Regions from separate parts of the Mus musculus genome. Here all the other regions are linked to region 6. A link is a contact called in public promoter capture Hi-C data. All regions are on one chromosome and are shown on one strand. The core of a region is the stretch at or near the end of the contact, and the rest is flanking DNA. Distances in the headings are between cores, read along the strand shown.

Region 1 (2,700 bases), core at 10-2,509, 1.9 Mb after region 6:
GGGCTTCCACGTCTATGGTGAGCCAGGATCTGGAATCCGTTAGGAGGGCTGGGGAAACAAGGAAGAACCCATTCTGCCCTCAGAATCCTGGGCGTGTGCCACCTCGGGGTGGGGGTCATAGTGGCAAATCCAGGCTAGGAGGCCCCTTGGGATTGTCTGGAGCGCAGTGGCAACCTGAAGACCTGAAACACTGCAACTCTAGGTTGTGGTAGCAGCCTGACTCAGGCCACCTGTTGTGTTAGGTGTGTGGCCTGATGGCTCTGATGGGACAGACATCAACTCCCTTTGCCGCTCCCACAATGAACGGGTGGTGGCTGTGGCAGACGACTTCTGCAAAGTACACCTCTTTCAGTACCCATGTGCTCGAGCCAAGGTGAGGCTTCAGGGGACCATTGGGCCCAGGTGGGTAGGTTTGGTACCCTGCCATTGCTGCAACCAGTTGTTTTTTTTTTTTTTTTCTCTCATCTAGGCGCCAAGTCGTATGTACTCAGGCCATGGCAGCCATGTGACTAGTGTCCGGTTCACGCACGACGACTCATACCTTGTCTCCTTAGGTGGCAAGGATGCTAGCATCTTTCAGTGGCGAGTGCTGGGGGCAGGGAGCTCTGGGCCCGCTCCTGCCACACCATCTAGAACGCCCTCTCTGTCCCCTGCCTCCTCCCTGGACGTGTGATTGATGCTGGATGGTCTTGTCCCTCTGGTACTGTGGTCTGGCCCCACCCTGGCCAAAACCCCTAGGACCAAGGACAGTCTTTTCCTGTGCTGGCTTTTTCTTTGACTTCATACATTCCCAATTGCGCATTTTTCTGGAGGGGCTAACCACCCCACTGCACACAAAATAACAACAGACTTGCTGGCTGAGCCAGGCAACCCAGCTCCGACACCCTCTGCTCGGTGAGGGGCAATAAAAAGAAAAAAGTAACTGCCTGGTGCTTTTGTGCGGCGGGTCCCCTCAGGGGCCCAGTTGTGTTAGGATGAAAGAAAAAAGTGCAGGGCGGGAAGAGAAAAGGGAGTTCAGACCAAATATGCAAATAACAGGCAAAGCGGCTTGCAAATAACCTCAAGAAGAGTGAGGGCGCGCGCGCGCCTTTCGACGCCACTGCCGGGGAGCTGCTAGGACCCATAGTGCAAAGAGTTAATTCCGGCTCCTCACCGCCCTCAGGGGCGGGGTCGAGCTGCAACGGAAATAACCGAGCGCGAGGCCGCGGCTGAGCGAAAGGAGCCGAGTTCCTTCCGGAAGTGGCCGATCTGCGGGGTCTTGCTCTCCGACCTGAGCCGAGCGCTGGGCCTTGTTCTCCGGATCGGCCGAAGGTGTTCCGGAAGGAGGCGAACCCGGACGCGGGCAGGGCAAACCTTGCCAGCGGTTGGCACCGCACGACGTCTGCTGGGACTCGGTGAGGACGCTAGGAGCTGGAACCTCACTCCGGTCAGGCAGGAATCGAGCTCGTTCCGGAAGAAGCCGAGTAGACCGGAGCTGGCCTCGGTGTCCCGGCGTGAGGCTATAGCAGTGTCGTCGTCGCGCGGGCAGTGATGAGCCGCGGCGGCTGAGCGAGCAGAGGTGCCGGCTGCTCGGGCCCCATCGACACTTCCGCGAAGCGTCAGCCACGCGCTGGGGGCTTCGTCTGGAGCTGAGCTTTGCCCCCGCGAGCCTCCGGGACCTCTTTGTGTGGCCGGAGGCGGCGGCGGGAACGGCCATGGCGGCTAACATGTACCGGGTGGGAGGTGAGTACCCTGAGCGGAAGAGGCTGAGGCCGGGATCAGGGAGACTCGGTGTCCGCAGGCGCGGGGGAGCCACATCTGGGGTCGTGTGGGCCGCGGCACCGACCGGAACCGGAATCAAGAGCCATGGTTCCGCGGCGGCGACGCTATCGGGCGCAGAGTCTACCGCAGAGGCTTACCTGCAGCCGTAACGGTGCTCTTGAGACCTGTGACTGGATCGCCGGGCTGGAAGTGGCCTTGGCTTTGGAAGGGGCCCGAGTGACCCACCGTCCGGCCAGCCGCGCTAGGGGCTAGGCGCGCAGGGGTTTTCTTTTCTGTGGCGGCTTGTGCGTTCGCGAAGGTGGGGCCTGAACAGTTTACTCAATTCTCCTATACAAGGATGCAACTTGAGTGCAAAGTTGTATGGACTCCAGGGAAATTCTTGTTCTTGTTTCTTAAGTCTCACTTTTGAGTGAAGATCTGACTTTAGAACTGGGTGTTGCAGGGGTAGGGGGTAAAAACTCATTTCCTTTTTCTTCTTTTTTCCTTGTTTCTTTTTAGACAAGGTTTATTCTCTGTGTAGTCTTGGCTGTCCTGGGACTCATACTGTAGACCAGGCTGTCCTCGAACTCAGAGATCCGCCTGCCTCTGCCTCCTGACTGCTGGAATTAAAGGTGTGTGACACCACTGCCTGGCAAAGTATTTCCATAATATCTCTTTTCCTTCCTTCCTTTTTTTTTTTTTTTTTTTTCTTTTTTTCTCTCTTCTCTTCCCCCACCCCCCATTTCCTTTTTGAGGCAGGTTTCCCCCTTGTTTCTTTTGAGACAAGGTTTCTCTGTGTAACCCTGGCTGTCCTGGAACTTGAGCTGTAGACTTGGCTGGCTTTGAACCAAGAGCCTGCTTTGGTCTCCCAGACTGCTGGGATTAAACGCATATGCCACCACTGTCCAGCTAATGACTAGTACTTATTTTCTTAACTCTCTCCTCTTGCTCATCTCCACT
Region 2 (2,700 bases), core at 156-2,655, 1.9 Mb before region 6:
AGTACCTGTCAAAGAGGAAGGAGGGGAGGACAAAGGAAGAGACAGGGTGCTTTCTGGGAGGCAGCAAGTCCCAGAAAGACACAAGAAATGGAGAGCAAGAAAGGTAAAGCAAGAGGGGACGGAGGCACGCTGGATGCAGTCAGATAAGAGAACACTTAAAAGAGGATTAGACCAGGAGATGTGCATGCTAGTAGCTACAACAGAGAGACAGGCCTGTATGGGACCCGTTTGAGTGCATTGGAGGAGGGGCAGCTGGAAGGAGCCGGCAGAGACCTCAACAGTAAGCCAGAGGCTCACAGTTCTAGAGAGGAGAAAGAACCAGGTAGAGGAGGCCCTTGGGAAAGCCCAGGAGAGAACTAGGTACAAGAACCCTCTCCAATGGGAAACCATTTGAGATGAGACAAGAGACATTCTGAAGAGTGAGGTGTGAGGCTAGGCCAGGGTGAGGGCAGACCAGGAGTGAGGGACATGAAAGACAAAAGGCACGTATGTGAAGGAATCAGAAGGAAGCTGGAGAGTCAGAGTGAGACCAGGTGGGAGCTAGGTTTCTTGAGCTGCTTCGAACCTATCCCACTTGGGTCAGAGGGGTCCAGGAGGGGACAGGGTTAATGGGTTCTAAGATATGCGGGTCTTGTAAACAGATGCAGTTGCCATAGCAACCATCTCCATCATTCTGGTTGGAAAAACCCACAAAGGAGAGGGGTTCAGCGGGGGGGCTGGGGGGGCACACAGACAAACTGCCCGATGGACAGACGGGGGTGGATGGATGAGAATATAGAAGGATCAAGAATTCCGCCCCTGCCCAATGACTGGATGAAGCAAGGAGAGGGTCAGGACCTACTGACATACCCACAGACAGGCGGGGGCGGTGAAGGAAGGGGGGGGCTGCCCCGGGGGAAGGAAGCCAACGACAAGGGGGTGTTGGGGGGTGCGAACAGAAACCATGGGGGCTAGTGGAAAAGACCTTTCAAGTTTCCCCGGAGCACTGATACCATCAGCCCCAGCCCCCTCCTGCTCCATAAGCCCACTTGCCCCCCACCCCGCCCCCAGTCCAAGCCCAGTCTTACGTGCCAGATGACAAAGAAGATGAGGGAGGCGCACAGCACCAGGGTGAGCATGTAGCAGAATGCTGCGAAGGTGAACGCCATGGCCCCCGCGCCGGGCGGTGGCCCGGGGGGCGCCAGCGCGGGGTCTGGGCGCAAGGGGACGCCCCCCGGCCCACACTTAGGGCCGGACGGGCATGGCCCACCGGACTCTAGGGACACGGACAGCGCGTCCGGGACCAGGGCCACGAGGCCGTGGGGGACGCGGGGCGCGGGCCGTGGGGCTCGGGGGGCGCGTCCGCTGCCGGCTGCCCGGGCCCCGATCGCTCATCCTGCGATCCCTCGCCCGCGGCTCCCTCGCTCTCCAGCCCGCGAAGCCGGCGGGGCGGAGCCGGGGGCGGGGCCGCCGTGCAGCGGCCTCGGGCGGGGCTGAGACTCAGAGCGCCCCTCCGCCAGCCTCATCAGCCCAGCACAGCCACTCACCCCAATGAGCCCAGTGTTTGTGCACCTCCAGAACATGCAGACCTGGAAGCCCGTTCCTGGTACAACTTTCGGACAACTAAGCCCACTATAGCCACATTCTGTACTCCCGTCTCCACAGAGTGCTGGCTCAGGGGGATACAACTGAGGTCCTAATGTAAAGCAGCGCTTGTCAAAGCTCAGGATAGCTGGCATCTGGCTTCAAGCCACAAGAGGGGACTAAAGTCGGGGACTGGAGGAGGGGAAGACTAAATGCAGGGGGACCAACGCCTGCTCCTTGCTTCTAACTTCATGCCTTGAACGCCTGTCCCAGTGGATGTTGGTGGCTCACCTGACGGCCTCCTGCCAGCCTCCCTCTGACAGATTCATGCTGGGCCCTTGGGGACATCCCATAGCCGCACAGCAGGCTTTCCCAGCCCCAGTATGTGGGTCAAGGGCTTTTACCAGCAAGCTTAAGATACAGTCCAAGCCAGGACCCCCCATGCATCACACCAAACTCTGGACTCCAGTTCCACCCAGCAACTCAAAGCTGACTCTGACCATAGACCACACTCAGTCACCACCGCTTCCTTGCAAAAACCCTTGGCTTATCCAAGGGCCAGTGGAAATTTATTTTTTCATCCTTTTCCATCTTCCCCCAAGTGGCTTTTCCTTGCAAGATGCCTGATGTGACATCAGAGGGGAACCTGGGAGAAGAGGCTCCCTCCCAGAGGGGCAGCCCAGGGACTTAAATACACACTGGAGGGGGAGGACAGGTTGTAGGGTGAGACTGGCAAGAGACAGCACAAAGGACATGGCTTCTTAGGTAAAGACCAAAGGTTTTCTACAGGAAGCTGTGCCAGAGGGTGGGGGCCAGGATTCTGAGTTGGGAGGGGGAAGAGCCCCACAACCCCAAGCTGCACCCACATTCCCCAGAGAAGCAGGTCTGGCCCTGTCAGGCTCTGAGGAATGGAGGAAGAACAAGCCAGATGTGCTGCCTCGGAAAAGGGAGGTGGTGCTGGCAGAGTGAGGGTTAAGGCTGGTGCCCGGCCTTTGGCAAGGTGGGCCTTCCGCCTCCGCTTTCCTCAGGGACAAAGGGGCTCGGTGGGCAGGCAGCACATGGGCCTGGCTCAGGCAGGGCAGGGGGAGGCAGGAGCAGGCTCCCTCCCGGCTTGAGACACAGGCCCCGCAGCCATCC
Region 3 (2,700 bases), core at 161-2,660, 1.7 Mb before region 6:
TACCCATCCCACAAACAGAAGAGAACTTCAACAAACACCATACAGAGGAAGATGCATCAAATTTAGCTCCCCCAACCAGGCCCTACCAGGAGGGCATCTTCTCAAAAATCTCTGCCGTATTCAACCACTGCAGTCACTCTCTTCTTTAACCCAACAGTCCCTTTCTCTGCCTTGGCACCACTCCACTTTCTGTGGGAACTGTCAAGTCCCAAGTCTCCCTTTTTCCAACTAGCAGATTACTTTCAAGAAAATTTCTGATCTGGAGACTGGAGAGATGTCTCAGGGGATAAGAGCACTTGCTGTTCTTACAGAGGACCCAAATTTGGTTCTCAGAATCCATATGGCAACTCACAGCCATCTAATTCAGTTCCAGGGGATCCGATGCCTTCTTCTGACCTCTGCTGGCACGGGCACATGAGGGTAAAATACTCAAATGCATTAACATAAAAACAATCCTTTGTTTAAAAGATTAATGTCCTGTGGTGGATCACACTTCAGCAATGCTCTCTTTGCATAGATCCTATGGGCAGACTGTGGGTTCCTGCCACTGGCTACTATTTATGCTCCTCAACATGTTCCTCTGCCCACAACTGAACTACTGGAATTTAGCAGGTTCTATGCCTGACTCTCGTTCTCATTCCACATGTTCTAAGGCACTTCTTTGGTTTCCTGAATACACACCAGCCCAAAGTCACTCTATCTCACTTAAACTGTAAGGTTTCCCATATACACCAAACATAAAGTTCTCCCAAAACTGTGTCATTCTCCCCTGCCTCAAATCTGCTTCTCTTCTAAACTCAGTTCCAACAGATGACACCTCCATTCACCAGGCCAATCAGACCGAATTCCTATTCAATCTGTCCACTTCTCTCCGGCCCGCTGCATAGAGAAACATGCATACTATTAGCCCTCACCTGGTTGCTTGGACCTCCCTCCCGATCTCTTGATCTCTGGTCCTACGTTTGACAAGCTCTCAACCCACTGATCTTCATAAAATATCATGCAATTCAAGTCACTTGCTTACTCAAATCCTTGGCTCCCTACCATCCTCATAACAAAGCCCAAACTTCTCAACAGGGCTTACAGCGCTGGTTCAGACCCAAGCCTATCTTACTGCTTCATGTCTCCGCTATGAGCTATTGGTCGATTGTCTGTACACGCTCGTCCCACCTCATTCACCCACCCAATGCATTGCTGTGAAGTGCCAGGAAGACAGGGAAGGCAGGAAGACTCCTGTCTTCTTAAAGCTTAACGTGGAGACGTCAACGTTTAACCCCAAACACCCGGAGGACGTCTTTAACCCGAGAGGCAGATGGCCCTCGAGGTCCTCCCGTACCCTCCGTCCTGGGCATCCCAAGACCCTGCCCCGCCCCCGGGCCCCGCCCTCACCGGCCTCGTAGCCGTCATCGCGTTTCTCCCGCTTCACGCGCCGCTCCGAGGGCTCCGCTTGGCTTCGTTCGCGACCGTGCGCGCCGCTGCGGGCCTCGGCTTCCGCCCCACGCCGCCCGCTCCCGCGCTCACTCCCACGCTCCCGGCTCCGCTTCCGTCGTTCGCCGCCGCTGCTGCCGCCGCCGCTGCTCCGGTGCTTGTGTTTCTTATGCTCGCGATGCCGTGGCGGCTGCTCGGTCGTGCCCCCAGTCCCGGCCGCAGCCGTCGTCCCGGCCGCCTCCTTCTCGCCACGGTGCTTCTTTGACGACCCCATGATTATTGCGTCCGCCTGGAGCCGGGCCGCTACCCTAGCCCAGACGACGCGAAATGGGAACGCTTCCGGGTCGCGCGACCGCCCCGTTCCTGTTGCCGGAAACTAAGAGGGGCTGTTTCCGGGGCCTGCCTGGGAACCTCCAAAGGCTCACGGGAGGGACTGATTGAGGGTGCGCGGTCCCGCCTGCCAGCTACTGGTCTCTGCGCACGCGCACCTGTAGAGACTGCGCCGTCCACCCTCTCGCGCCATCTAAGATGGTAGTCGTAGAGCCGTAAGAACTTTAGCATGGTACTGGGTCATCATCTCCGGAGCTAGAAGTTTCCCCTGCCTCCTTCCCCTTCCACTCTGATCGCTTCGTGGTGCTCTGTGCCTCAAGTCTCTCTGTGGGCAGCCCCCTCTCCAGTGACTGTCCAAGCAAGCTCCCTAGTGCCGGGGCTCCATCCAGAGTTGGAAAATACTCTTTCTTTTAGCGAACGCTACCGTCATCCTATGTCCCCTAGACTGATGGATTGGACCGTTTTATTATTATTTTTTAGACAGGGGTTTTCTCTGTCCTGGAACTCACTCTGTAGACCAGGCTGGCCTCGAACTCAGAAATCCGCCTGCCTCTGCCTCCCAGGTGCTGGGATTAAAGGCGTGCGCCACCACCGCCCAGCTGGATTGGACCTTTTTAACTAGGCTTTGGAGTGCTCTTTGAATTTGTGCCTATAAACCTGGTGATACTGAGTGATGGTTTGTTTCTAGTTTTCTTTTTTTGTAAAGGTAGGTCTAGTACTTGTTACTTACCCCTGGCTGTCTTCAAACCCACCACAGTCCCTCTGTCAGCCTCTCGTGTGCATGGCCACTCCAGGCTTGAGTGCAAATTCGGCACATTTGTGCATGTATATGCTTTCCCTCCTTTTTTTGTTTTTCCCGTTCTGTCTAGCCTGTTAACTATGTAGCCCAGGCTGGGATTACATGCTTTTCTCGACTTTTCCTGGGTTTCTGTTTGTTTGATT
Region 4 (2,700 bases), core at 115-2,614, 2.0 Mb before region 6:
CTTTCGGCAGTATGGTTTCAATCGAATCAGCCAGGTACTTAAAAGGGAGAGGGCATGTAGGACTAAGACTGGAGGCGTGTCAGGGGTGAAGTGGCCATTGGTGGAAAGGAGGCAGTGAAGCAAGAAGAAAGTGGTTGGATGATGGAGAATTGAGGACAGTGGAGTGGAACTTTAGGGATGATCATGTGGGCCCTGGGGATATCATTAAGTTATTGTGATTAAATCACTGTGACCTCTCCCTGTCTCTCTCCCTCTCTTCCCTCTCCCCTCCTCTATCTCTCCCTCCCCCCCCCCCGCCCCTTTTCCAGGCTTGTGAGCTGCACGTGGCAGGGTTTAATTTTGAGGTGCTGAACGAAGGTTTTCTGGTTCATAAGGGATTCAAGGAGGCATTGAAGTTCCATCCCCAAAAGGAGGCTGAAAACCAGCGCAATAAGATCCTTTACCGCCAGTTCAAACAGGAGTTGAAGGCTAGGTACCCCAACTCTCCCCACCGATGCTGAGTCCTTGTCTTCCATGGTCTGAGAATTGTCAGTATCTGGCTCCAGGCCTGACTGGGGTAAGAAACATGCCTCCACTTTACAGAGGTAGCTATGGGTTTGGAACACTGGACTTGACTATGGGGTGCTGGGAGTCAAGTCTCAGCTTTACCACTAACTAGCTGTGTGGCCTTGAGCAAATACTATTACTTCTCTGAGCCTCCGTTACGCCGTCTGTAAAAAGGGAGGTGAAAATACCTACCTCACAGAACTGTTGGCTCAGATGAGACGCTGTATGTGTAAACATCCTGTAAACTTCGTACAAATGTGAAGTATTATTAATATTGCTACAGTGTTATTATGATATTGTTACTATTAACCATGTTGGGTGGATAGCGGCAGAGCAAAAAGTTTGAATGGGCTAGAGGTGGGAAGCTTGAGTGTTTAATAAAATGAGGCTTTTGGAAAGAAAGATGAAAACGTAGAATGTAGTGCTAAGAACGTTTCCCGTTCTCTCATGCCTTCGCCCTCCGCCCTCCGAGATCCCTGAAGGAGGAAAGAGATAAAGGTTAAAGTCCCAGATCTGTGCCCTCCAGTAGGTTGGGCTGCTCATTTGCCTTCGGATGACATTATGTAAATAAACGAATGTCACACCCACAGCTGGCTCTGTTACTCTCCTAAGCCGAGGGGTGGTGGGCCGGAGCACCGTGTTAGACGGCGGTGGACCCAAGGACACCGACCACAATGCTAGGACAGGCTGAAGGCCTGGGTTACTGGGGGCCAGTTGCTATGGAGACCCGTCCGCCGTATCCCGGCATGCCTGGACACCAGTGGTTCCATTGTAAGCGCCACAAATGGGCGCCTCCTGATGACGCACACGGAAGCGTCGACACCTCCTGGAGAAAGAGAATCCTGCGCAGCACTGTTCCGGAGATCAACGGCGGCGGCGTTCACACCCTGGGTCGGACAGCTCTCCGGGAGTCCTGGACGTGAGGCCGGAGGCCCCAGTGTCTGCGGTGCGTATGGCCACGCCCGGCGCTGGGTTGGGCTTTCCGGATCGGAGCTAAAGCAGAGACTTAACCGGCCCGACTCGCGCGCTGGCCTGAGAGGAGCCCGCGGTTCCGAGGGTGGATCGAGGTGGGATAGTTCCTTGCGCCGCAGAGTTTGTCCTCTGTGTCTGTAGGGAGGGGTCTGCTTTCCCTGGAGGTTTGCTGTGGAGGTGCTTATACACCGCGCGTTTACCGTGTGCCTCTTCCACTCCCTACAACCCTCAGCAATGGTATATCCCCTATTTGTACCCGGGTTAAGGAGGGACGATTGGTTGTGACTTCATTTAACGAAGTCAGGATCAGAGTCAGCTGGAGGAAGGAGATCCTTGAATTCATCCTGCGTCTTAGAAAGAGTATATACAACGGTGAAAAGGAATTGCCAGTGTGGAGGGTCTGAGGCGTGAAAAGGGGAACAGTGAGGCTGTTTTGGAGATCTGGATTTTCAGAGCAGGAGGAAATGCTACTAAACTCTCCTGCAGGTCCGGCGCTATAATTACTTGCATGGGTGTGAAGGAGCGTTACTCCAAGTAGGGTTGCCAAGAAGGAAAAGCCAGTTTCTATACTGCAAAAGTTTATGTTGTTTAATTTGGGTTTAGAAATTCCCAGTCATCAAGTGAGCTGGCACTGCACTGGGCGAGTAGGACAGCCTGCTGCCCTGTCCTGATGAAACACCCACATTTCACTGGGTGGTCGGACATGAGACTGGGAGAATATGAGATAAAAAACAAAGAAACCTTTAATCCCAGCACTAGGGAGGCAGAGGCAGGCAGATTTCTGAGTTCGAGGCCAGCCTGGTCTACAGAGTGAGTTCCAGGACAGCCAGGGCTACACAGAGAAACCCTGTCTCGAAAAAAACAAAACAAAAAAAAACTTCCTGGGGGAAGGAGTTATGCCTTCCCCATGGGAAAGACTTACAGAGCAGCAACCAGAGATGTAGAAATCACACCAGTGTGAACTAGAAGCATCTACATCCAAGATGACCTATTCTCTCTGGGGGCCTGGCAGTATCAATCTCTCGTTGTCTCCTTCCTTCTGAAAATACCTTCCACCCTAACTCTTGGATTTTCAATCTGTTCTGCAGAGGTTTCTCCTCCTGCCTCCTTTGTTGACCTTGGGAATTCCAACAGAGGCCCCTTCTCACAGTTCCGCCTGAAAAGTCAGACTGCACAAAGCCT
Region 5 (2,700 bases), core at 106-2,605, 1.7 Mb after region 6:
CCTACTGATAGGCAGGGTAGCTCCGGAGCTCTGTACACACAACTCCCCCCTAGAAGCGAGTAGCCAAGTACAGCAGCACTTCATAAGAGTTTTCCTTTGGACTAAGTGGGTTCATAATTGGGCGGCAACTTCCAAGACAGTACCCATAAGTTTGAGCCTGTTTTGTATCTTCAAATCAAGTCATGCTCCATGCCTACCAGCACCCCATCTGCTTCCCCCTCCCACAGCAGCATCTGGATCCAAGGCTGCAATAGTCCTAGCCACACCAGAAAAGTTTCCTAGAGCTCTTGGGTTTGACATTAAAGTTTCAGTCAACACTTGGGAGTTGGAAGCAGGTGAATTTCTTGAGTTTGTGGCCAACTTGGTCTACAAAGCAAGTTTCACAGAAACCCTGTTTCAAGAAACAAAACCCAAAACTAGCAACTTTCCCTAGCTACCTACCTAGCTGACCTGGGTCTACCAATTAGGCTTCAGTATGACAGACTGAGTGAAGTGAAGATCAAGGCTTAAGGCTCACTAGATCCCTGATTTTGTTTTGAGATGGTCTATGTAGTGTTCCCTATCTCTGAACTGGACAAAGTATTGATAGTAAGACTAAAGCTTTTTTATTTTATTTTATTATTTTATTTTTTTTGGAGGAAGGGTCTCTACATAGCTCTGGCTGTTCTAGAAATTTCTATAGAGCCAAGACTGGCCTCAAACTCAAAGATCTGCCTGCCTCTGCCTTCCAAATGCTGGGTTTAAAGACCTGCTCCACTACACCCGACTTGACTTTTTTTTTCATTAGTCAATTTAAAAGACCTTTTTTCATTAGTCAATTTAAAAACCTACGAAGGACAGGATTTCGTTTAATTCACACTTGGGTTTCACACTGGGCATGATACTGTGCTGGAGGAAGAAAAGTTCGCATTAGTTAAGGTTCCTGCTCCAGTGGGGCTTACATTCCAATTTTCTATTTCGTCATAATTCGTCGTGGAGATGAGAAAAGCTAAGAGGGCATAGGCCAGCGGCTGGCAAGGAACTGAGCTGCGACTTACTCGCTGCCGGGATCCCACCGGCGGGGACTGTGGGCCGTTACTCCCGTTCAGAGGCCAGGTCTCCATTCTTGTGTGTAGCCCTCGACCCTGCTCCTCTTGAGTTCAGTGCTAACGCAGAGGGTTTAGCTCCGGGACCGGGCCAGCGAAGAAATAGGAAGGCGGGGCCGGCCGATAGGCCATCCGGCCGGAGCTCCGGCCGTGGGCGGGCCTCGGAGGGCCTGGCCACGCCCCCGAGCGGCCGCCCTGCTTCTGCGCAGGCTCAGAGAGCGCGTTCACGTCCCGCGGCACCGCCCACATCCTGGGGACGTCGGCGGCGCGCGACGTGCTTCGCCGGATAAATGCGGTGGCGCCGGTCGTAGGAGAGATTCTGTCCTGAGCGCTAAGGCTCCTTGGCGTTTGGTGGCGTCAGGTTCTGCGCCTGAGCCCGCCCCTGTACCTGCCTGTGCCATGGCGGACGAAGGGAAGTCATACAACGGTCAGTGCGGGGCCTCGGGCCGGGAGGCGACGCGGTGGGTTGGGGTGGGCGGCCCTGGCCTAGGCCTCAGCCCGGGGGCGGGAGGCCGCGAGGAGCCCTACGTCCGTAGGTAGCGGTGGCCGCGCGGGCAGGGGGCGCGGGGCGCCGCGGGACCCAGGGGCTCCAGAGTCGCCCGGATTCAGGCGTTGGAGAACCTGTGGCTCAGGGGTGGGGTGACAAGATTCCTTTCAACTTTGAGGGTGGTTGATGCCTGTCAGTTCAGTTTGGCGGCCCGACTCTTCCTTTAAATGTGAGTCAGTAGTCGCTTGGTCGTGGGCTACCCTGGTGCCCTATTTTTCTTTTTCTTTTTGTGATACGATCAGTCTGTTCTTGTAGCTTGCTGCTTATTGTTTATCAAATTTCTAGTCGGAACACCTATCCTGACATGTTAATTCATTGTGGTGGTTAGGACACTATGACAGCTGAGGTTTGAATCTGGAGTTGGCTGTACTAAACCCGAGTGAGTTAAACTTTCAGGCCTTGTTTTCCGCCTCTTTCATGTGGGTACCTGTCTCCCAAGTTTGTGTGCATGTGCGTGTGCGTTTGTGTGCGTATGAAATAATTTCTACCAAGTGCCTAGAACACAGTAACTGGAGTGGGAATTTTCTTCCGTGAACCGTAGTTTCACTGTCTCTTAATGTATTCCTTTTTACTAGGGTTGCTTGGAGAGGATCGTTGTTTAGAGGATGCTAGATATTAGGTGGATTTCTTTGAAAGTTATACCTTTTTTGTATTTGTGTAATACTGATGATTTATCCAGGCCTGAAAAATAGCTACCCAATGAACCTTTATTTTAATTCAAATATAATTACTTGGTCTCCTTTCTCTAGCCATTCCCATTGTCAACTCTCTCCCCAAATTCATCCAACATGCAGAGCCCATTTAGTGTTAATGTGTATATATTTGTTTCTAAAGCTTACCATTTGGGATTGGATAACCATTTAGGGAATTCATCCCTAGGGAAGGCTAATTCTCCCTTACAGGGTCAGCCCTAGTATCCCAGGCTGGCCTCAGTCAGTCTCCCTGTGTCAGCTTCCCAAGTTCGGTATTGCATAGACTTTTACTTTTTTTTGGGGGGGTTGGGCTCCTAGAGTTAAACTCAAGGTCTGGCAAAAAGGAAAATAAATAGAACCAAGTGTAGTAGTGCAC
Region 6 (2,700 bases), core at 96-2,595:
GGGTAAAGGCAATCGGAACCCAGGCCTTCATCCTTAGACATCAAACGCTGAACCAACTGAGCCATCTCTAAGCCCAACGCTCAAATTTGTCATCTTACTGTAAGTTTGCAGTCCACAGGAACACTTGCACACTTGTATAATGGCTGGCAGGATTTTTCCCCACTGAGGAGGGTGGGGAGGATGGACGGGGTAGACCATAGCTCTAAATTCAGGCCCTGTGTTTGATCCCTAGTGCCACACAATGAATGAATGAATGATAATGAAAAACAACCTCTTTTTGTTGTAACAGAGCAAGGTGTTACTCATACCAAAAAAGCGTCTCTCTTGTCCGTACTGCAGTTACAGTTTAATTACTCCAAGGGTACAGAAAGTTGATTAACCTCTCCATTTAGTCTTATTAACAAGGTGAGAGGCCCCACGGTCCCTCACAGTGACTATTCCAGAACAAAAGGTTTTACTTTATACATCACAGTAAAAGTAGTAGTAAGCTGTGCTCTTTTTGTATGTGTGTGTTTGGATGAATCACAACGGTTCAATGACAGCTTCCAAGGTAACAAAACCTCTCCAGGCCTCAGATGCAGGCCACTGTAGCCTGAGCTAAATCACCAAGGTAAGGACGGCAGGTTTCCCTCTGTGCCCCAGATCAGATGCTGAGCGGTAGAGACAGGGACTTCTAGCTCCTCACTATCGGCTCACAACTGTCTAAAACCACTAAATCCTGTGTAATCGGGAACGGAATTTCCAAGGGTCGGATACTCAGTCACCCCACAGTCACTACGAAAAGTGGGGGGAGGGGCGACATATGTATGCCTCAGGGAGCCCTGGTGACACTGTCCGCGCCCGCCTTCTCTGCAGTCGCGCGGGTCCTTTTCCCGGGCGCACACAGATGCCGTGTACCCCGAAGGCTGCTGGGGTGATCGGTCACCGGATCCCTCCAAGTTCGCAGCGGCCGACAGGGGCCTCTCCGCGCTGAGGAGGCCCGGCCCCCAGAAGCTTCGGGGCCCGGCCGCGGCCAGGCCTGTTCCCGCTCCACTCGGCGGGTCGCGGGGGCGACGGGCGCTCGCCATTCTCCCCTCACACGCCCGACCGCGGCTCTCACGCCCGCGCCTCGGCCGCCCGACCCGGCCCCCCAACCACTCGCTTCTCCCCGCCAACAGGCCTGCGCTGCCCCGGGGCCCCGGCCGCCCCTCCCCCTTCACCTGCTCCATAGCCTGGCCCGGAACCCCGTTGAATCGAATTCGTCCGCTCCGCGTTCCCAACCGCACGCGCCGCCTTCTGGAACCTACTAGAAGCTGCCGGGACCCCCAGGTTACCGCCCCTTCCTCGCCTGCTCACTGGTTGAACACGTCCAGGAGGCTCTGCTCGCCCCTTTTATAGGCTTAAAGTTCAGTCAATCATCGTGACTTCTCTTTCATTGGTTTTTTACGGGTCTTCTCTTCAGCCCTGCCTCCTCTGCACCTCCGGATTGGACACTCCGCGGCAAGTCCCGCCTATTTCAGGGCTAGGCTAACTGAGGGAGGAGCGGGTCTTGACGACACGGATTGGTTGGTTAGTCCGTCAATTGTAGCTGGCCTGGCCGCACCCATTGGTCCTGTTCTTTCTGGAAATTTCCACAACTCTCATTGGGCTGAAGGACTCCTAGACGGAACCGCCTTTCAGAGGAAACATTCAATTGGGTGGATGGGTGGGGAAAAAAAAAAATTTGGCCATTCCTGGCGCTGATTGGTTTATGCCGCTGCCCTGTAAGGGGGTGCTCGGCTGGCTGGTGGTTCGTGGGGAGTCGAGCATCTGGCCCGGTGTCGCCTAGGCTTTAACTACAGCGTTACAAGCTGTTTTCCCTGAGTCTGAGACTGTTGGCCCGCGCTTCCTCGCATCCTGACTATTAGGCCCGGAATGTACCCAAAATATTGCGGGCTATGACGGGCCTGCGTTGAATGTTCCCAAAATGCTGCGGGCCACGACAGGCCTCCGCTTTTCCGGCAGTGTCCTGGCGGACCGGCTGCTTGGCCCTTACTCTCTGAACTCAGCTGCAAGCTTTGGTCACCATGGCCTGCCAGCAGAAATGCTACTTGGGTTGCAGGCTTAGCGTGTAGCTTATGGAACGACAGAGACTGATGATCAGGGGTCTGGACAGGATTTGTATAAGGAACGTGGGCTGTGCGGTGCCATGTCTGTGCCAGTAGCACCAATGCATACCCTCTCCATCCGGTTACCCCTTATCTGTTCACTTATGCCTACCTAGTTCTTTCTCCTGCCTCACTTAAGATCGGAGGAAATGAGCGGTGGTGGCATACAGCACGCAGGAAGCAGAGGCAGGTGTATCTCTTAAGCTAGCCTGATCTACATAGTGAGGTCCAGGACAGCCAGAGCTATCCATACCAGAACTATATAGTGAGACCCTGTCTCAAGAGAGAGGGAGAGGGAAGAGGCAGAGTGCTGAAATTACAGGTGTGAGCCAAATGTGGCAAGAGTACTTTTTGGGTGACTGGAGATAGAAACAAAGGTCTTGTCTGTGCTACACAAGCCCTCTACCCATGAGCCTCCAACCTTCTGTTTGACAAAAAGAAAATACAAAGGTTAGGTTTTTTGGTTGTTTTTTTTTTTTTTTTTTTTTTTTAATTACAAAAGGCATGTATACAAAGTGCATGATTAAGCCAGGCATGATGGAGTGGACCTTTAATCCCGCACTGGGATGGGGGC
Region 7 (2,700 bases), core at 8-2,507, 1.8 Mb before region 6:
GGGTTGAATTTAGGAACAAGGCAGTCATTTTACAGAGCTCATAGGAACCTGGAGACTCTGTGACCAGTATCTAGTGGAGGAGGAAATGAAAACTTGCATTTAAGAACACATTCAACTGATGTCCAAACTAAGAGCACAGAGTACCCAGAGAATGTGTGTAGCATGAAGAACATATGAATGTATGTACTGAACCCCCAAGTGTTAACCAGCTTTACCTGCAACAGGTGACAAATGAATTTGGCACATGCTAAGTACGTTGGGAAAGAACTATATCAAAGCCATCTTTACCACATCTGTGTAACATTAACATATGTACAGCCCACGGGCGCCAGTGAGGCAGGAAGAAGAGTGACTTACTGACCGTAAGGAAGGCCAGATTCGGTCAGACCCAGCCAAGGAAGGCCACTGGGCTGGGTCCCCGAGGCCACCATTGCTCCAGGAGGACAGGAGGGTGGTTCGAGCCAAGGCGGAAGGTGGGACTGCTGGAGAGGGCAGGCCCACACAACAGTCTTGGAAGGCCCAGGAGAAGACAGCCCCCACCCCCCAAAGCCAAGATGAGCTAGGAGTGGAGGACGTACCCTCCACTCGCCCCGGAGAGATGGGGAGGCGGGGCCTGTCACAGAGCCAGCCTGGCGGTCCCCTAGGCCAACACCTTTTCCCAGCCGCCCGTTGCTCACCTGGGCACGCAGCTGGATGAGCTCCGGTCCACCTCCCAGGTAGCATACAAATTCATCTGCACTGGGGCGGGGGTGCGGCCTGGTCCTGGACCGCCCGGAGGCGCAGAGCCCGAGGCCACCGCGACGGCCATGGAGGTGGAGGTGGAGGAGGACGAGGAGGAGGCGGCCGCAGCCGAGGTGGACGAGGAGGACGAGGTGGCCTGGGCCAGCTTGGGGGGCGTCGGCTGTTGAGGCTGCGGCGGCTGCTGCTGCGGCTGCTGCTGCGGGGACTGGGCGACCCCAGAGCCCCGCTGACTGCTGCCGCCCCCGGAGCCTCCGGGACCACCGCCCGCCCCTCCGCGTTCCGCCATGGCCTGGCCAGGGGAGGAAGGGGCGCGGGGCTTACGCAGACTGAGGGCACGCGAGCGACTCTCAGGCTTCCCCCCGCGGCGGCAGCGGCTCAGCGCGTCTCCTCAGAACGCCCGGCGGAGCGCGAGCCACCAGCGAATCTGCACGCACGCGCGGGCTTTCGCTGCGCGCGGTCCTCGCGCTCGCCCGCCGCCGCCTGTTGCGGCCCGCGAGGCCCAGACACTGGGTGGGCGTGTCCGAAAGGGGCGGGGAGCCGCGGCCCCACCCAGACCGGCGCCGAGGGGCGGGGCCAGACTCGCGCTCGGCCCCGCGGCCCCCGGGAAGGGGCTACAGCCCGCGCGCTCTCGCGGCGCGGCCCTGGAGTCCCTAGCAGGCCTCGGCGTGCAGGCTCCGCGCCCCTCCTCCCTCCGCCCTCCTCGGGCGGCTGCTACCCCGCCAGCGGAAACCCGGGTTTTCCGGGGCGCGGTCCCGGACCGGAGAAGACTGTACGAGAGCGCGCTCAGCCCCTGGGATCTGCAGTACACGTAGTTCTGGTCACGCGTTGCATGGAAATCGGATAGCCCGCTGTGGCGACCCCTTCTGTGGTTATTTCGCCCACTTCTGCAAAAGAAGCAGTAGGTAGAGATCCAGGGGCCGGCCACCACCTAAGGAGCTTAAGTTCCAGCTTGACTGTGGGCAGGAGCCAGTTGAGCTAAGGTTGTCTAGGTCCAACAGCCTTTCTTGGTACAGCGCCCCCGACACAGCCTTCTTTACAAAAGTCCCAGAGTGCCTCGGTGCTTTCTCAATTTCTAGAATTCTATTTCTCTCAAGGCCTGATCAGCTGCCATCCCCACACACCCCCACCCTACCTAGAGCTCTTGCACTCTCCTACACCCACACCTTCTCCCCAGTACTTGAGCAAATGTTATGGAATCCTGTGCTCCAACCTAGTCTAGTTTTTCAAAAAACTTCTCAGAACTCAGTGACGAAGACAAAACAAGCCCTTCAAACCCACCCACCCACCAACACACACACACACTAGTAAATCCAAGTAGTTAGCCAGTACTCTGGAACAATTGAGATTTTATTTAGAGACAGATGTTCTCCAATAGGTAAGAAATCGGCCTTTCTGCCACAAGGTCAATGAGGAAGGCCTGACCTGGCCTACTTCCCTAGCCTACAGTTACTTCCCAGCCTAGCCACGGTGCTAAGCTGGCTATTTTTATTCCCCACGGACAAAGCAGTAAGGTCAGACCAGACCCAAAGGTACCTTCAGCAGAGCCTTCACACACAGGAGGGGTAGGGATAGTGAACTACCCACAAGTTCAGTTCAGAACTACAGTCCCATAGTCCTATGGGCCATCTGTGATTACAGGCAAGAAGTAGATGCTTTTGCAGAAGCTAAAAGAGAGAGAGGTTCAAGAGCGCCTGTATTCATCCTTCCTTGGGAAACAGCTTTATTTACAAAACAAGTCTAAAATAAGAACAGGAAGTGACGAGCCTAGGGAGTCCAGATCTAGCTTTAGGGAGCCACAGAGAAAGCCCAGACATACAAAGAGCCTAAAGGCAGGCCAGCTATGCGAGCAGGACCTAAAATTTGAACTCCTTGTATTTCTTGCTGCCCCCACGGCTGTCCTGGGGCTGAGCTTTCCGTTTCTTTTGCTGTAGGAGAGAGAGAGAGAGAAGTTACAATAGG

What was found. Promoter capture Hi-C pulls out the DNA fragments that hold promoters and counts their contacts. Capture Hi-C pulls out chosen DNA fragments and counts their contacts.
Region 1: a contact with region 6 is called in a promoter capture Hi-C map of liver. A contact is called at or near these places in 1 of 39 promoter capture datasets (liver) and 1 of 9 other capture datasets (liver).
Region 2: a contact with region 6 is called in a promoter capture Hi-C map of liver, with 3 times the contacts expected there. A contact is called at or near these places in 3 of 39 promoter capture datasets (cranial neural crest, liver and pre-B cells) and 1 of 130 datasets of targeted methods (pancreatic cancer cells).
Region 3: a promoter capture Hi-C map of pre-B cells shows a contact between it and region 6, with 4 times the contacts expected there. A contact is called at or near these places in 2 of 39 promoter capture datasets (liver and pre-B cells).
Region 4: a contact with region 6 is called in a promoter capture Hi-C map of liver, with 3 times the contacts expected there. A contact is called at or near these places in 2 of 39 promoter capture datasets (liver and pre-B cells), 1 of 130 datasets of targeted methods (microglia) and 1 of 9 other capture datasets (liver).
Region 5: a promoter capture Hi-C map of liver shows a contact between it and region 6, with 6 times the contacts expected there. A contact is called at or near these places in 6 of 39 promoter capture datasets (the 3T3-L1 cell line, the C10 cell line, cranial neural crest and 3 more), 4 of 130 datasets of targeted methods (epiblast stem cells, microglia, pancreatic cancer cells and 1 more) and 1 of 9 other capture datasets (adipose tissue).
Region 7: a promoter capture Hi-C map of liver shows a contact between it and region 6, with 5 times the contacts expected there. A contact is called at or near these places in 2 of 39 promoter capture datasets (liver and pre-B cells) and 1 of 484 Hi-C or Micro-C datasets (embryonic stem cells).

What each region holds. Positions count from the first base shown.
Region 1 is chr19:8,940,661-8,943,360 of GRCm38.p6, forward strand. Mta2 (metastasis-associated gene family, member 2) reads left to right here and starts at 1,260. Exons shown (of 18, transcript NM_011842.3): 1 at 1,260-1,722. The coding sequence starts at 1,695. It overlaps Eml3 (echinoderm microtubule associated protein like 3), which reads left to right. Exons shown (of 22, transcript NM_144872.1): 20 at 1-17; 21 at 243-373; 22 at 470-922. The coding sequence ends at 673. Gm10353 (predicted gene 10353) reads right to left here and starts at 1,730. Exons shown (of 4, transcript NR_165499.1): 1 at 1-1,730.
Region 2 is chr19:5,097,116-5,099,815 of GRCm38.p6, forward strand. Cnih2 (cornichon family AMPA receptor auxiliary protein 2) reads right to left here and starts at 1,406. Exons shown (of 6, transcript NM_009920.4): 1 at 1,068-1,406. The coding sequence starts at 1,148. Rab1b (RAB1B, member RAS oncogene family) reads right to left here. Exons shown (of 6, transcript NM_029576.3): 6 at 2,092-2,700.
Region 3 is chr19:5,386,926-5,389,625 of GRCm38.p6, forward strand. D330050I16Rik (RIKEN cDNA D330050I16 gene) reads left to right here and starts at 1,411. Exons shown (of 1, transcript NR_033224.1): 1 at 1,411-2,700. Sart1 (squamous cell carcinoma antigen recognized by T cells 1) reads right to left here and starts at 1,778. Exons shown (of 20, transcript NM_016882.3): 1 at 1,390-1,778. The coding sequence starts at 1,702.
Region 4 is chr19:5,039,999-5,042,698 of GRCm38.p6, forward strand. Brms1 (breast cancer metastasis-suppressor 1) reads left to right here and starts at 1,365. Exons shown (of 10, transcript NM_134155.3): 1 at 1,365-1,492. B4gat1 (beta-1,4-glucuronyltransferase 1) reads left to right here. Exons shown (of 2, transcript NM_175383.2): 1 at 1-34; 2 at 309-1,136. The coding sequence ends at 500.
Region 5 is chr19:8,755,748-8,758,447 of GRCm38.p6, forward strand. It overlaps Nxf1 (nuclear RNA export factor 1), which reads left to right and starts at 1,356. Exons shown (of 21, transcript NM_016813.2): 1 at 1,356-1,512. The coding sequence starts at 1,485. It overlaps 1700023D09Rik (RIKEN cDNA 1700023D09 gene), which reads right to left and starts at 1,222. Exons shown (of 2, transcript NR_132423.1): 1 at 1,038-1,222.
Region 6 is chr19:7,038,681-7,041,380 of GRCm38.p6, forward strand. It overlaps Stip1 (stress-induced phosphoprotein 1), which reads right to left and starts at 1,346. Exons shown (of 14, transcript NM_016737.2): 1 at 1,200-1,346. The coding sequence starts at 1,208.
Region 7 is chr19:5,271,862-5,274,561 of GRCm38.p6, forward strand. Pacs1 (phosphofurin acidic cluster sorting protein 1) reads right to left here and starts at 1,258. Exons shown (of 24, transcript NM_153129.3): 1 at 678-1,258. The coding sequence starts at 1,027. It overlaps Sf3b2 (splicing factor 3b, subunit 2), which reads right to left. Exons shown (of 21, transcript NM_030109.2): 21 at 2,060-2,666. The coding sequence ends at 2,595.